Linked DNA regions of Delphinus delphis: region 2 is linked to region 1. Evidence: chromatin contacts called from public Hi-C data. All regions are on one chromosome and are shown on one strand. Each heading gives the region's core, a stretch centred on a gene start, on an enhancer-like site or on the middle of the called end of the contact. The rest is flanking DNA. Distances are from core to core; before and after follow the strand shown. Region 1 holds the start of SLC25A15 (solute carrier family 25 member 15). Region 2 holds the start of VPS36 (vacuolar protein sorting 36 homolog).

Region 1 (7,201 bases), core at 3,114-5,613:
TGCACGCTCTCCCTGAATTATAATTATTTGTTTCTTCCTCCTCTGCTTGGACTGAGGTCTCTTTAAGGCTAGCCATTGTCTCTTTCATTCTGTATTTCCAGCACTCAGTTTGGGTTGACAAAGAGCCTAGCACATGATCGGTGCTAAATTTGTTAGGAAAGTTTGATAGGAAGCAGTGATCTAATTTGTTTAGGAGGACCAGGGACCAGGAAAGGCATTTGAGGAGCCATGTCTAATACAGGTCTTGGTGAAGAGCGGGGGTTTCAACGGGCAGGATTAGTTGGGATCATCCAGTCCATATTGACATGTAATCTGCCTTCTAAAATTTATATCCTGAGCATTCTTCCATATCCTAAATACATGGTAGGGGACCTTCTTGATTGCCTAATAGAACTCTGCTTTATTTTATTTTACTTTTTTAAGGTCTGCAGTGGTGATGTCTCCGGGAAGGTGGGTCTCTCCTTATTCCCAAGAGGATAAACCAGAGGTTGACAAATCATGGCCTGGTAGCCAAATCTAGACTGCCACTTACTTCTTTATGGTCACGAACCATACAAAATGGTTTTTATTGCTTGTTTCTGTTTTTTACAGTTTTAAATGATTGAAAGAAGTTAAAAGAAGAATAATATTTCGTGACAGGTAAAAAGTATATGAAATTCAAATTTCAGTGTTCATAAAGTTTTATTAGAACACAACCACACTTATCTGTTGGCAGCGTCTATGGCTGCTGCTTTATAACAGCAGAGTTGAATAGAGGCAAGAGATTGTATGCCCTGCAAAACCTAAAATATTTCCTAGCTGGTCCTTTTCAGAAGAAGTTTGCTGACCCCTGTTCTAAACCAATCATGTTAACTTCATTCTCTTCCCAATGTTTATGTTTGGGGGAGCATGAGACCCAGTTCTGGGCCAATGAAATATAAGGAGAAGTTTGACAGAGGGCTTCTAGGAAAATATTTTTCTCTGATAAAAAGTTAGTATGGGAGAATGCTTCCTGCCTTTGGATGTCGCATGTGAGAATGTGATCAGTAGAGCTGTGGCAGCCATTTTGTGGTCATGAGGAAAAGCGAAGAGAATCACAGAGAAGGGGGCCCAGATACTTTTGAGCTGCTAACTTAATCAACCCTGGAACTTCCTACTTCTAGATATATTTTTATATTCAAAATAAATATACTGACAGTTGGACATTCTATTACTTGCAGCCAAATATGTACTAAAACATATGAGAATATGATTTTTAAAATTATGGCATAGTATTTCCTCTTATTGATAACCCATTAAGGTTTAACCATTTATGGGCATTTCTCCTAATTCTTTGTGTTATCTTATTTTTAACACATATTTTACAAATTCAAACTTAAGGCTCATAAAACGTGCACATTTGCTGACTTCCTTTTTCTTATTTTTGCTTGTACCATTAAAAAGCTGACAAGGAAAAGACAAAAGAAATTGTCCCCCTTTAAAATATGGCCCTAACAACTCTTTCATGAGACACGAATTACCCCCTTATTCCACATTGAAAGACAGAAATCCAAACCCATGTTTATTTCAAATACATACTCTACCTGATTCCAAAAAATTTTGAGGGAGTTTTCAATAAGTTACATCAGCAGCCAGGAATGTTCAATGGGAGTTGAAATTGTGTAATCAAAGCATTTTTTTCTTCTTTCTCATTAACTAAAAGTACCCTTGAATCAGAGATAATTTATATTTTTGAATTATTTGCAACTCCAATTAACACTTTGTTAAAACACACCCACATGGTTTCAGGGTCCAAAGCCTTCAAGTGGTGAAATGATTTCTCCTTTTAGTATCATTAACCAGCACATTGTGAAATTCTGTTGAAACAGCAAAAGGTCCCTTTTCCATGTAACCACTCTGTCTGTCCCCTCACCTCTGACCTGCGTCATACCTGCCCTCTCATCCCAGAGCCAGCCCCACTGATGTTCCTGGATTGTGCAATCCCAAGTTCAGCAAACAGATGCCTGGAGCAAAGAGGTCAGTGCATTGACTTATTTGCTGTTTTGAACCTGGATCTGAAATACCATTGGGTTGACTAACCTCTATGGAGAGCAGTGATGCATGACTCTAAAACTCTGTTCTCAAGAGGCCATTGGGTTGCTGGGGAATTACCCTTAGGACAAAGCTTGCATGGACACTTTCATGATTTAATGCCAACCAGGTGGTTTGCCAATCCATTCCCTGAGCTCCTGTGAGATGTTAAGCTTTTCTACATCTACATATTTCTCTATTCCTAAAGCAAAGATAGCAGATAGGGCCACTGCTGTGAAGGATTTTAAGCAGTTGAGGTTATTTTATAAAATATTATGGAGGGAGATCTATTCCAGGAGAAAGGACTTCTGGTTCCTGCAACCCTCTTGCTTTTAAGAGGAAGCCTTCTGGGAGGTATTAATGTACAGTGTAGCAGTTAACAACACAAACTTGGTTGAGTCCCAGCTCCCCCCTTAGTAATTTGTTTTCGAATTATCTGCCACTCCAATTAACACTTTGTTAAAACACACCCACATGGTATCAGGGCCCAAAAGCTTCAAGTGGTGAAATTATTTCTCCTTTTAGTATCATTAACCAGCACATCGGGCAAGTCACTTGACCTCTTTAAGCCTCAGTTTCTTCACCAGCATCATTGCCAGCCGTGGGGTACAGCAAGCAGGACAGCAGGCAGAGAAGAGTTTGTGCAAAAAGGCAACTTTGCAGATTAGGGGTTAAAGAGTTGCACAGAAGCTTCCTAATTGCTTCTTAGTTTACAGAACTGAGGCTGAGGGTTGTTTAGGGGAGGCGAGGGAGAGAAGAAATGTAAAAGGCTTGGGGAGAGTGATGAGAGTTTGGGACAGCCCTTATGAGGGTAGGAGAGGAAGGTGCTAAAGCCAGAAAGTATCAGGGGGGAGCTGATAGCTCAGGGAGACCCAGATCTGGAGTAGCAGTGCCCTCCCCTGCCCCCATGCTGGATTGCCCCCAAGGCTCCCACAGCAGGGGGTTGCAGAGGAAGCCAAGATACTGTTACGTGATGGCTGGGGTTTAAAAGGGTTAAATGACTCACTAAAGTTCACAGAGATTTTAACACAAGTGGCCTGGCTCCAAGTCCAGCTCTTTCTAATCTGTAATAGGAGATCTAAGCCTGTCCTAATTAGCTCCTTTGGGCCTCATCTTTCTGGTTTGCAAAAGCCAGGTGATACTGAAAGTCCTAGTCCTATAGGACGTTATACCATAGGTTCTGTCCTGATCTGCTTCCCACTTGTTATGTTACATGTCACTTTGGGCAAGTCACTCAAACGCCGTGGCTTGCTTCTGTAATTAAATTTTGTTCTAAAGCGCAGCAGAAGACGGTCTTGGGCTGGGTTGAGGAGGGCCCTTGTTTATCAGGAGCTCTGAACCTTCACAGCACCTCCCCCTTTCCCTCCTTCCCCAAGGTCTATTCAGCTCGGCACCGGTGTTTAAGGACTAACACAAGTCACCTCAAATATTTGTCACTGGCCCTCACCCGAAATCACTTAAGTTACATTGGCCGTAGTCTAACACCACATCCAAACAGGGCAGAAAATTGTAAAAGAAAACGATAGCACGGTTTAAGGAAGAAAACACGGTGTAGAAAAGGAAAATAAATCCATGAGGTTTGAACCAAAGCACTCCGAAGGCCGCGGCTGTTAACATCGAGCAGCTGTCAGTAATAGACCAAGACACTTCCAGCTGTGCGGGTCTTAGCCTGGGGCACTAGAGAAAATTCCTTTACTCCCGGTGCACAACAGACTCCTGCTTTCTAATAAAATTCCAGAGAACCATAGAACTAGCCTATAATTCACTGGAAACTAAAAGGACATTTAGAGTTACAGTTTTCATCGGTGGGTGTGCTTTCCGAAATGTCATCGGTGGAGATGGATGTCCTCGCGGAGGGCGGACTGGGAAATGTTTGGGGTTTTGTTTTTACCAGCAATAAGCAAATTTATTTTTCATCACTACCTTTCCAGTACTTTCGCACTCAATTATAACATAAAATTAAAGCCTTGAGCCCCGAGTCCCTGCAAAGCTAATCAGCCTGAAGACTTCAGTCCCTCGTCCTCACTCCGACACCCCCCGCCCCCGCCCCCGCCCCGCCTGAGGTCGAACTAGAGACGAGCTCACCGAGGGCCTCCGGGAACCGAACGGCAGGAAAGCGACGTGGAGGCCGCGGCTCCCAGCCCTCCCCCCGGCCCCGCCAGCCCCTCCCGCTCCCGGCGCGCCCCCCGGCCCGAGCGCGCCGCCGCACCGCGCCGACTTCCGCTTCCCCGGCAGGCGGGAGGCGCCCCGGCCCCGGCCCCGGCCCCAGCCCCAGCGCAGCCCCTCCCGGCCGCAGGGGTCGCTCCTGAGCCCGCGGGGCGCCTGCCGGCGGCAGTCTGGCGCGGGAGGCGGGGCGGAGGGCCGGCCGGTAGCCCACGTGGGTGTTAAGCGGCCGCCCCCGCCGCCGAGCCAGAGTCGAGAGCTGGCGGCGGAGCGCGAGTAGGACGTGGCCAGTCGGCACGGCGGTGAGCGCAACTCAGCCGGGCGCTCGCGGGCTGCAGGCAACCGGCCGGGAGGAGAGGGAGGGAGAGGGAGAGGGAGCGGGCGGGCCGGCCGGCCGGCCTCCGCGCCTGGGCGGCGTGACCCTCCCGGGAGGCGGGGTGGAGATCTGGGGTCCCGGGCCCGCCGCGCCGCACACGTGCCCGGGGGCCCGCGGGCGCCGCCTTCCCGCGCTTTGCCTGGGATTCCATGGAGACTCGGGCCCCGCCGCCTCCTGCGCGCAGTGGTCACGTCCCGGGAAAGGTTGCCCTCATTTGCCCGGTCGTAGTGTCATGCCGGCACCGCGCCGGGCAGGGAGGGCGGAGGCGCTTATGAATGGGAGACCCTCGCAGGTTGTTGTGGCAGAGTCAGCGAACGTTTAGGGCCGGGAAGACAACAAAGTTGGAAGTTGTCTCCTTAAGCTGACCCTTGTGCGGATCGGGATCCCGAGCCCCGGAGCAGGAGCTCCCGAGCCAGCTGCTGAGCGGCGAGACTGGTTTGCATCCCAGCGCCCGTGGGCCCCACCAGCTCTGGGCGCTCGGATGGCGGGCGCCAGCTTCGGCCTTGAAGCTGGAATCTTCCCGGAGCAATTCGTGTTACCTAGTGGGGAATGCGGCCTCCTCGGATTCTCCCACACGATAAGTTAATTTCCCGAAGGAATGAAAAAGATACATGGTCTGCGTTGTTTCGTTTGGAGTTTGACTCCGGTGTAGTTTGAAGGAAGGGTAAGGGGACGCTGAAAGGATTCCGTTTTTCTCTTCCAGTTGATACGAAGGCTCACGAATCAGTTTAATTAACTCAACTTGATCAGTCTGGCTGCCTCCACGCCCCATTGCCTCCTTCAAGCCAAAGCTACGCGTAATTTGAAACAGATGCCCCTTCTGAGTTAATCTGTTAAGACTGTTTGTTAACTGTTCTAATAATTCTACAAGTAGTTATTTGTAGGAGTTGATGTGTTTGTTTGACTTGCCTAAAAGGGTCGAATCTAAAAGGGTTGAATTCGCATTGATGACACAGTACCATCTGCTGTGCCTCTTCTAAGAAAGAAATGTCCACCCCCGCCAAGGGAATGGGCTGCATTGGATGTGACCTGTCTGTGACTCCTTTCCCCCCTTGTCTCCATTTTCCTCTAAAATGCAGGGTTGGGTGTTTTGTTTTCTCTTTTTGGCCAGGTGGGAATACTCTGCTTGATAGAACAGACCCAAAAGGCAAGACTTGAGTTGAATCCTGTCTCTGCCACGGACTTGTTGTATGACCTTGGACAAGTCCTTGTCTTCCTCTGGACTCAGTTTTCCATCTGGAAAAGGAAGAGATTGGGTTAGGACCCTGATATCCTTCTCTAGATACTGGATGGTCACCGTCTTATCAACCTTAGTAATTGGTACTGCCTCTCCAGGTCTATCAGTAACATAAAGTCAGTGTTTTGTACATCTAATTGTATGTCTAATTTTAGTTGCTTTATTAAGTAGTGTTCTTGTGCTGTTGCTGGTTTTAACATTTTTTGTAAAGATTCTTGGTGTCTAGTCATTGACAACATGCTTCAAGTGGTTAAAAAACTTCTTGGTGGCTAAAATTATTCTCTGCTGCTGCTGATTAGGAAGATGTTGGTATTCATTGGTCATCCAGCCTGCCCACCCCCTCCTCTGAGAGGTGTCCTGACTGGGATCACACAGGTCTTCAGTGTGATGGATAAAAAGCATTCCTTGTTATTCAGGCGTTAAGTCAGTGACATAGCTTGAAAATCATACAGAATTGGTTTCTGTATTGGTTATTTTAATATTCTATGTGAATGAAACACCTCTCCTTTTCTAGTCAATGTTAATTAAGTCCATGCCTTGCCAATGGTTGATTTTTGTCTAAAGTAGAGGAGTAGACCCTGGTTTTCCGAAACTTCTAGGCTCCAGCTCAAACCTACTGAATCAACATTTCCAGGAGAGCAGCCTGGTTATTGGAATGTTTAACAAGTGTCCCAGGTGATTCTTATCAAGCAAATTAGGGGCGCAATGGACCCAGGGGTTGCTTCTCAAAGTATGGTTAATAGCCAGGCATTATCAACTTCACCTGGGAGCAGGTGAAGGCAGGCAGCATTTCTGGTCCCACTTGAAGCCAATCACATCAGAATCAGCCTTTTAACAAGGTCCCCAGGTGATTCGTGTGCATGTTTATGGTTGAGAAGTTCTGGAAGGCCTATGATGATAGTAATGTTTGGTGCTGTGCTTTGTAGTAGTTCTAAGACCTCCTGGTGTGTGTTCACAGTTCATCGTATTTGTCCGATGTGGCTGTTTGATTGCCCTCGTATTATAATGATAGTACTTTTATTTTTCACCTTGTATAGATGGGAACCTCCAGCTTTAGGGGCCCAAAGGGCCACCATACCAGTGGCAGAGCAAGCATTCAGACCCAGGCGTGTGTCACTTGGCCGAGCTCCTAACCCATTCCTTTCCAGGCTACTGTTTTGTGACCTTCTCTTAGGGTCTCAGGCCGCTGTCTGAATTTGGAACAGAACCCAGTGGATTGATGGTTTAACTTAGGCCTCTGAAAAACTGGTTTGATGGGGCTTGGGACGTGCGGTTGGCTTACTTATTGGCATTCGTTTCTTGAGGGTTTCAGAAAGGTTGGTTGAAGTGCCCTCACCTGTGGCTGTAGCAGTGCTACGTGAGCAAGGTTTTTGGTC
Region 2 (7,201 bases), core at 1,473-3,972, 230 kb after region 1:
GGGAGCTAGTGAGAGATTCTGAAAGGGCACCTGCTCAGATCCGGAGGTTGATGAGTGCAGTTTCCTGGAGTCCTCAGACCACGCGAGGTCTGGACGCCTTCCAGCAGAGGGAGAAAGCCAGGATGCAAGACTTCCCCCAGGAATCAGTCTGGCCCTCAGCCACACTAGGGACAGCTCAGCAAGTGACTGAGTAGATCCAGCCCAGGGACCACAGTGGTGAGCAGGCCTTAGAGCTTCGCTTAGGTTTCAAGACACCCATAGCCCTCCCGCACCACCCCCAGCTTGCAGAACAGTTAAGAATTCTTGACTAACAACAAGGACCTACTGTATAGCACAGGGAACTATATTCAGTATCTTGTAATAACCTATAATGGAAAAGAATCTGAAAAAGAATAGATACATCTGTACAACTGAACCACTTTTCAGTACACCTGATACTAACACAACACTGTAAATCAACTATACTTCAATAAATAAAGTTATAAAAGAAAGAATTCTTGATGAGATCAAAGGGTCTCGACTAAGTATTTTCCATGACTTTTTTCTCAATCCTCTGATACCTATATATCTGCTAAAATAAGAAGCAAAAATAAATAAAAGAAAAACTAGAATTTGCTGGTTCAGCAATGGTTTTTCATATATGGGTGCTAATCGTTTGATCTTTTTATTGTTTTAAAGATACCATAAGGACTTCCCTGGTGGCGCAGTGGTTGTGAATCCACCTGCCAATGCAGGGGACACGGGTTCGAGCCCTGGTCTGGGAAGATCCCACATGCCACGGAGCAGCTAAGCCGGTGCGCCACAACTACTGAGCCTGCATTCTAGAGCCCGCCAGCCACAACTACTGGGCCCACGTGCCACAACTACTGATCCTGACATGCCTAGAGTCGTGCTCCACAACAAGAGAAGCCACTGCAATGAGAAGCCTGCGCAACGCAACGAAGAGTAGCCCCCACTCACCACAACTAGAGAAAGCCCGTGCGCAGCAACGAGGACCCAATGCAGCCAAAAATAAATAAATAAATTTATTAAAAAAAAAATACCACAGTTATGTTTTGTGCAGCCAACATGTCCCTAATTTGCATATTGCAATTCCATAGAACAACAGAGTGTGGGGATCGGCAAAAGCTAGACGGCCAGCAGGGAGTGGCTTTGGAGGAGACTTTGAAGACCCATCTGTCAATACCCATATTCGGACCTGAGGGTGCTGCCAAGCTCCAAGCCCCCGAGGGGGGACAGGTTGATTAAGCTTCCCATTCTCCCCAGTTCCAAAGGTGTAACCTCGGTTTACAAAAACAAAAACATTGAGCTTGTCACTCCAACCAAAACATGCAAACCCAATTTGAGATCAAGTTAATAAAAGTACTGAAGCAGTAAACAGAGTTAAGGCCAAGCAAATTATTTAAGAAAAAAAGATCTTTACTCAATAATGGAAATATGGAAAAATGCCCTCCAGTAGGGAGAGCCCCTGGGCCCCCGGTACCTCCGATGGCTGTGTAACTAACCCCTGCCCTCCACCCCCTAGAAGGAAGGAAGCCTCAAGCTTCTGTAAAGCACAGACAGAAAGAGCTCTGGGTCCAGCAACGTTTGCGAAAGTACAGGAGGAAGTTTCTCTAAGGAAACTCCAAGGAAGGAGAAGTAGCAAGTGAAAACTTCTGGAAACCACAAATGCTAGTGAGTAAATGGGTTTTTTAATTTTTTTTAATTCCAGTTTATACATTTCATCCAGAACAGGATGATAGTTTGTAGTCTGACGGAAGTCTCCAGTGAACGTTAATATTTCTGTGAAATACTGGCAATATTTCTCCTTTCAATTTGCAAACACACCTCCTAAGGTTTACGCTTGGATTACCGGGCATGGCCTACTCCACCACTCGACAAAACAATCAAACCGCCTTTCTACTGTCACTCCTAAAGAAAAAACAAACAAAACACAGAGCCTACAGCCAAGGAGTCCCAGGAGAGGCTAACTCCTCTTTTCGGAAATCCTTTTAAAGCCACCCCCCCTCCCGCTCCGGCCGGGACCGCCTAGTCCCTCGGGCTCCCCCAGGTCCCAGCGCCCGAAGTCACGCCCGGTTCGGAGCGCAGGACCCGGCGGCCTCCGGACAAAGGCGGAACCGGCCTGCCCGTCGCCCGCCCGCCGCGATCGGGGCGAGGAATCAGGGTTCCCGGCCCGCGCCCGCCGTGCCTCCCGAAGGGGTCTCACCCCGGGTGGGAAAGGGGCCTCCGCCCGGCGCGCCCGCCCGGAGCCGTTCCCAAGTCGGGCCGGAGCCGGGCGCTGGGCCGGCGTGGACTGCGGGGGCGGCGCCGAGCGGCGAGGCAGGGCCCGCGAGTCCGGGTCCGGGAGCAAGGCCAGGCCGGCCGCCGCCCTACCTTCTCCTCGCCGTCGTAGATGCGCACTCCTCGCTGCTGGATCACCAGGGTCTCGTTGATCTCCAGGAGGCCGCTGGTCCACACGAAGCGGTCCATGGCCGCCCCCAGGCCGGCCACCGCCGCTCGCCCGCGCTGGCGCTCCCGGCGGCGAGCCGAGTGCCGGGCAGCCTGCTGCGCCCCCTGGCGGTGGGCGGGGTGGAGGCCGGCAGGGAGGTAGCGGTCCTGCCCGGGCGCTCTGGGGAACGCGCGCTACCCCGGGGTCGCCGGGGGACGTGGCGACGTGCTTGGCGCGCCCCCTGGCGTTCCTTCCGCCAAGGGCCCGGTGGGGACATCCACCCCATCCTTTGTCCAGCTCAGAAACAAACACAGAGTTTACAACGGACTTTGAGGGAGCCCAAACCGCAGCTTGGACTTTCTTATTGTGCTTTATATCTGCGTATTTGTGCCGTTTTCTTGTCAGTGCCCAGCATGCTGCCATGTTCATTAAAGGCTGTAAATGATAACTTTTTTTTCCAGATGAATATTCATGACCTGAATTGTTTTCACACAGCTTCAATCAGTATGTAAGTACTATTTTGTATCCTTCTGTTTTTCACATTAAAATCATTTTCATTTAAGGGACTTCCCTGGTGGCACAGTGGTTAAGAAGCCGCCTGCCAATGCAGGGGACACGGGTTCGAGCCCTGGTCTGAGAAGATCCCACATGCAGCGGAGCAACTAAGCCTGTGCGCCACAACTACTGAGCCTGCGCTGTAGAGCCCGCAAGCCACAACTACTGAACCCACAAGCCACAACTACTGAAGCCTGCATGCCTAGAGTCTGTGCTCCACAACAAGAGAAGCCATTGCAATGAGAAGCCTGCGCACCGCAGCGAAGAGTAGCCCCTGCTCGCCACAAATAGAGAAAGCCCGCGTGCAGCAACGAAGACCCAGTGCAGCCAAAAATAAATAAATAAATTTAATTTTAAAAAATAATAAAATAAAAAACTACAATGAGGTATCATTTCACACCAGTCAGAATGGCCATCATTAAAAAGTCTACAAATAATAAATGTTGGAGAGAGTGTGGAGAAAAGGGAACCCTCCTACACAGTTGGTGGGAATGTAAATTGGTGCAGCCACTATGGAAAACAGTATGGAGGTTCCTTAAAAAACTGAAAATAGAGCTACCACATAATCTAGCAATCCCACTCCTGGGCATATATCCCTAGAAAACTCTAATTCGAAAAGATACATGCACCCCAATGTTCATTGCAGCACTGTTTACAATAGGCAGGACATGGAAGCAACCTAAATGTCCATCGACAGAGAAATGGATAAAGAAGACATGGTACATATATACAATGGAATATTACTCAGCCATAAAAAAGAATGAAATAATGCCATTTGCAGCAACATGGATGGACCTAGAGATTATCATAGTAAGTGAAGTAAGTCAGAAAGAGAAAGACAAATACCATATGATATCACTTATATGTGGAATCTAAAATATGATACAAAGGAACTTATTTACAACACAGAAACAAACTTAAGGCATAGAAAACAAACTTAAGGTTACCAAAGGGGAAAGCGGGGGCCGGGTGTGAGGGGATAAATCAGGAGTTTGGGATTAACAGATTCAAACCGTTTTATATGTGTATATATATATAAAACAGGGCTTCCCTGGTTGCACAGTGGTTAAGAATCTGCCTGCCAATGCAGGGACATGGGTTCGAGCCCTGGTCTGGGAAGATCCCACATGCCGCAGAGCAACTAAGCCCATGCACCACAGCTACTGAGCCTGCGCTCTAGAGCCCGTGAGCCACAACTACTGAGCCTGTGTGCTGCAATTACTGAAGCCTGCATTCCTAGAGCCTATGCTCCGCAACAAGAGAAGCCACTGCAATGAGAAGCCCACGCACCGCAACAAAGAGTAGCCCTTGCTCGCCGCAACTAGAGAAAGCCCACGCAGCAACGAAGACCCAGTGCAGCCAAAAATAAATAAATAAATTTATTAAAAAAAAAACAACCAATAAGGTCGTACTGTATAGCACAGGGAACTTTATTTAATATCTTATAATAACCTATAATGGAAAAGAATGTGAAATATATATATATATATCCATGTATATGTATAACTGAACCACTTTGCTGTACACCAGAAACTAATACAACATTGTAAATCAACTATACTTCAATTAAAAACAACAAAAAGAGCCTCACCATCACTAATCATCAGAGCAATGCAAATCAAAACCATAGTGAGATACCATCTCACACTTGTCAGAATGGCTACTATCAAAAAGACAACAAATAACAAGTGTTGGCAAGGACATGGAGAAAAGGGAACTCTTGTGCACTATTGGCAGGAATGTAAATTGCTGCCACCACTATGGAAAACAGTATGGAGAGTCTTCAAAAAATTAAAGGTAGAACTATTATATGATCCAACAATTTTGTTCCAGGTATTTATCTGGAAAAAGTGAAGACACTAATTCAAAAAGATACCTGCACCCCCATGTTTGTTGCAGCATTGTTTACAACAGCCAAGATGGAAACAACCTACGTGTCCATCAATAGATGAATAGGTAAAGAAAATGTGGCATATAATACACACATACAGTGGAATATTATACAGCTGTAAAAAGAATGAAATCTTGCCATTTGCAACAATGTGGATGGACCTTGAAGGGATTACATAAGCGAAATAAGTCAGAGAAAGACAAACACTGTATGATCTCATTTACATATGGAACTCCCCCAAAACATAGAGACGACAGACTGGTGGTTGCCAGAGGTGGGGGGTTGAGGGTGTGCAAAATGGGTGAAGGGGGTCAAAAAATACAAACTTCCAATTATAAAATAAATGTCATGGGGACAGCATGGTGACTATAATTAATAATATTATATTTCATATTTGAAAGCTGCTAAGAGAGTAAATCTTAAAAGTTCTCATCCCATGAAAAAAAATTTGTAACTGTGTATGGTGACTGATATTCACTAGACTTCTTGTGGTGATCATTTTGCAATATACACAAATATCAAATCATTATATTGTACATCTGAAACTAATATAATGTTATATGTCAATTGTACTTCAATTGTTTTAAACGTTAAATAAAAATCAAAACAGGGAATTCCCTGGCGGTCCAGTGGTTAGGACTTCACACTTCCACTGCAGGGCGCATGGGTTCAATCCCTGGTAAGGGAACGAAGATCCCACAGCCACATAAAAAAAGAAAGAAAGAAAGAAAGAAGGATGCAGTGCCTTGCCTGCTCTTTGTTTTTGTTGACATCGGAGCTACTAGTTGAAGAAAATGCTTTTCATTGGGCCTTAATAGAACAGGAGTAATGTGCGTTTCTTAAAAGGCGAAAAAATAAGTAATAATAGTATGGTTGTTGTATCTGAGTGGGTCAAAAACGAGTAGCACATCCCAGACTCAATGTTGAAAAGATACTTTCAAAGCTTGCAGGATAATGAACATCTTCAAACAGTTGCTCAGACACTGGCCACAGAGCATCCTGCATCAATGACTGCAGCCTGGGGATATCAAGGCCCTGATGTGCCACAATCCCTGCATCTTACTTTAAAATTCCTTTATCTTCTGTAGCTCTTTCAGAGAAAACCATCTGTGATAAACCGAATCTAAAAGATCCTCTATACTGAAATGGCAATAGACTTTTCCCCTGTAACCTTCTGGTTTTCTGAAAGAAGAAAAAGTGAACATTAGAAATTGCTCATCTTGGTAACTATGAAGTGAGACTAATTAAACAAAATACCCTCTGATATAAGTTTTATCTGGGGAGTTTGGGGATTGAGAACAATAACAATGATTTTCTTGTAATTTCCTTCACTCTGAATACAGTTAAGGCAACATAACCCTAGAGTTAGGCAAATGCTAAGATTTTTTTCTCCTTTTCTCAGGTTCGTGCCTGCTTCTCCAATTGGCAAAAACTAAGACCTTTCAATCAAGCTTAGCAACCTGGAGCTCCTTTGGTTTTTTATTTATAAAAATAAACTTCTGTCATTAAAAAAAAAAGTGATGTAGAGCATCTTAGTATATAAACCTTATCTAGCCCAGATCATTTCTTGATGCCCTTCCCAGTGATAAATTCTATGATCTGAGTTTCAGGAAGATAACATTTTGACTCAATACAGTAAAATGCTTTATCCTACTTGGAAATTCCAAGATGGGAAAGGACTGCCTCTGAAATTCATGGATTCCTTCCCAGGCTGTGTGCAATCACTGGCTGCATGGTCACTTACTGGGGACCCTGGAATTGATACAAACTCAGATTGAATGTCTGTGACTCTCACAAAAGATGTTTTGCAAAGCCCTGTGCAAATGAATATGAAAACTTGATTGCAGAGGGTGTTTGGAGACTCTGAACATTCAAATTAACCCCATAAAAGGATTGTTAAAACCCAAAATTGAGAAAGTTATCAAAGAGTCTCAAAAAAACAAAAGCAGAAAACACTTCTGGATCAAACAGTTTCACAGGTGAATTCTTTTACATCTTGACAGAACAAATAATTATTTTAGCACTTAAGTTTTCCAGAGCACATAAAAAGCAAAGTTTCCAAATTCCTTTTGTGAAGCCAGAAAAACACAATCTAAGTGCAGTTTATCCAAGGAGGACAAATACAATTCAATATTAGGAAGTCTATTATCAAAATTTAACCCACTGATAGATCACAGAAGAAAATTAAATGATCATCAAAGAAATAGTAAAAGACATTTGATGCAATGCAACATCTATCCCTAATTAAAAAACAAAACAAAACAAAACAAAAAAACAACAACTTAGGAATAGGCAAATACTTGACACATTGAGAATCTTGTCCAAAA

The links. Hi-C and Micro-C count contacts between places; a contact is called where the count stands out from the background.
Region 2: a Hi-C map of lung shows a contact between it and region 1, with 2.7 times the contacts expected there. The contact joins the promoter of VPS36 here to the promoter of SLC25A15 in region 1. A contact is called at or near these places in 2 of 3 Hi-C or Micro-C datasets (lung and muscle).

The regions. Positions count from the first base shown.
Region 1 is chr18:15,261,193-15,268,393 of mDelDel1.2, forward strand. SLC25A15 (solute carrier family 25 member 15) reads left to right here and starts at 4,364. Exons shown (of 7, transcript XM_059996103.1): 1 at 4,364-4,514.
Region 2 is chr18:15,497,375-15,504,575 of mDelDel1.2, forward strand. VPS36 (vacuolar protein sorting 36 homolog) reads right to left here and starts at 2,723. Exons shown (of 14, transcript XM_059996110.1): 1 at 2,374-2,723. The coding sequence starts at 2,469.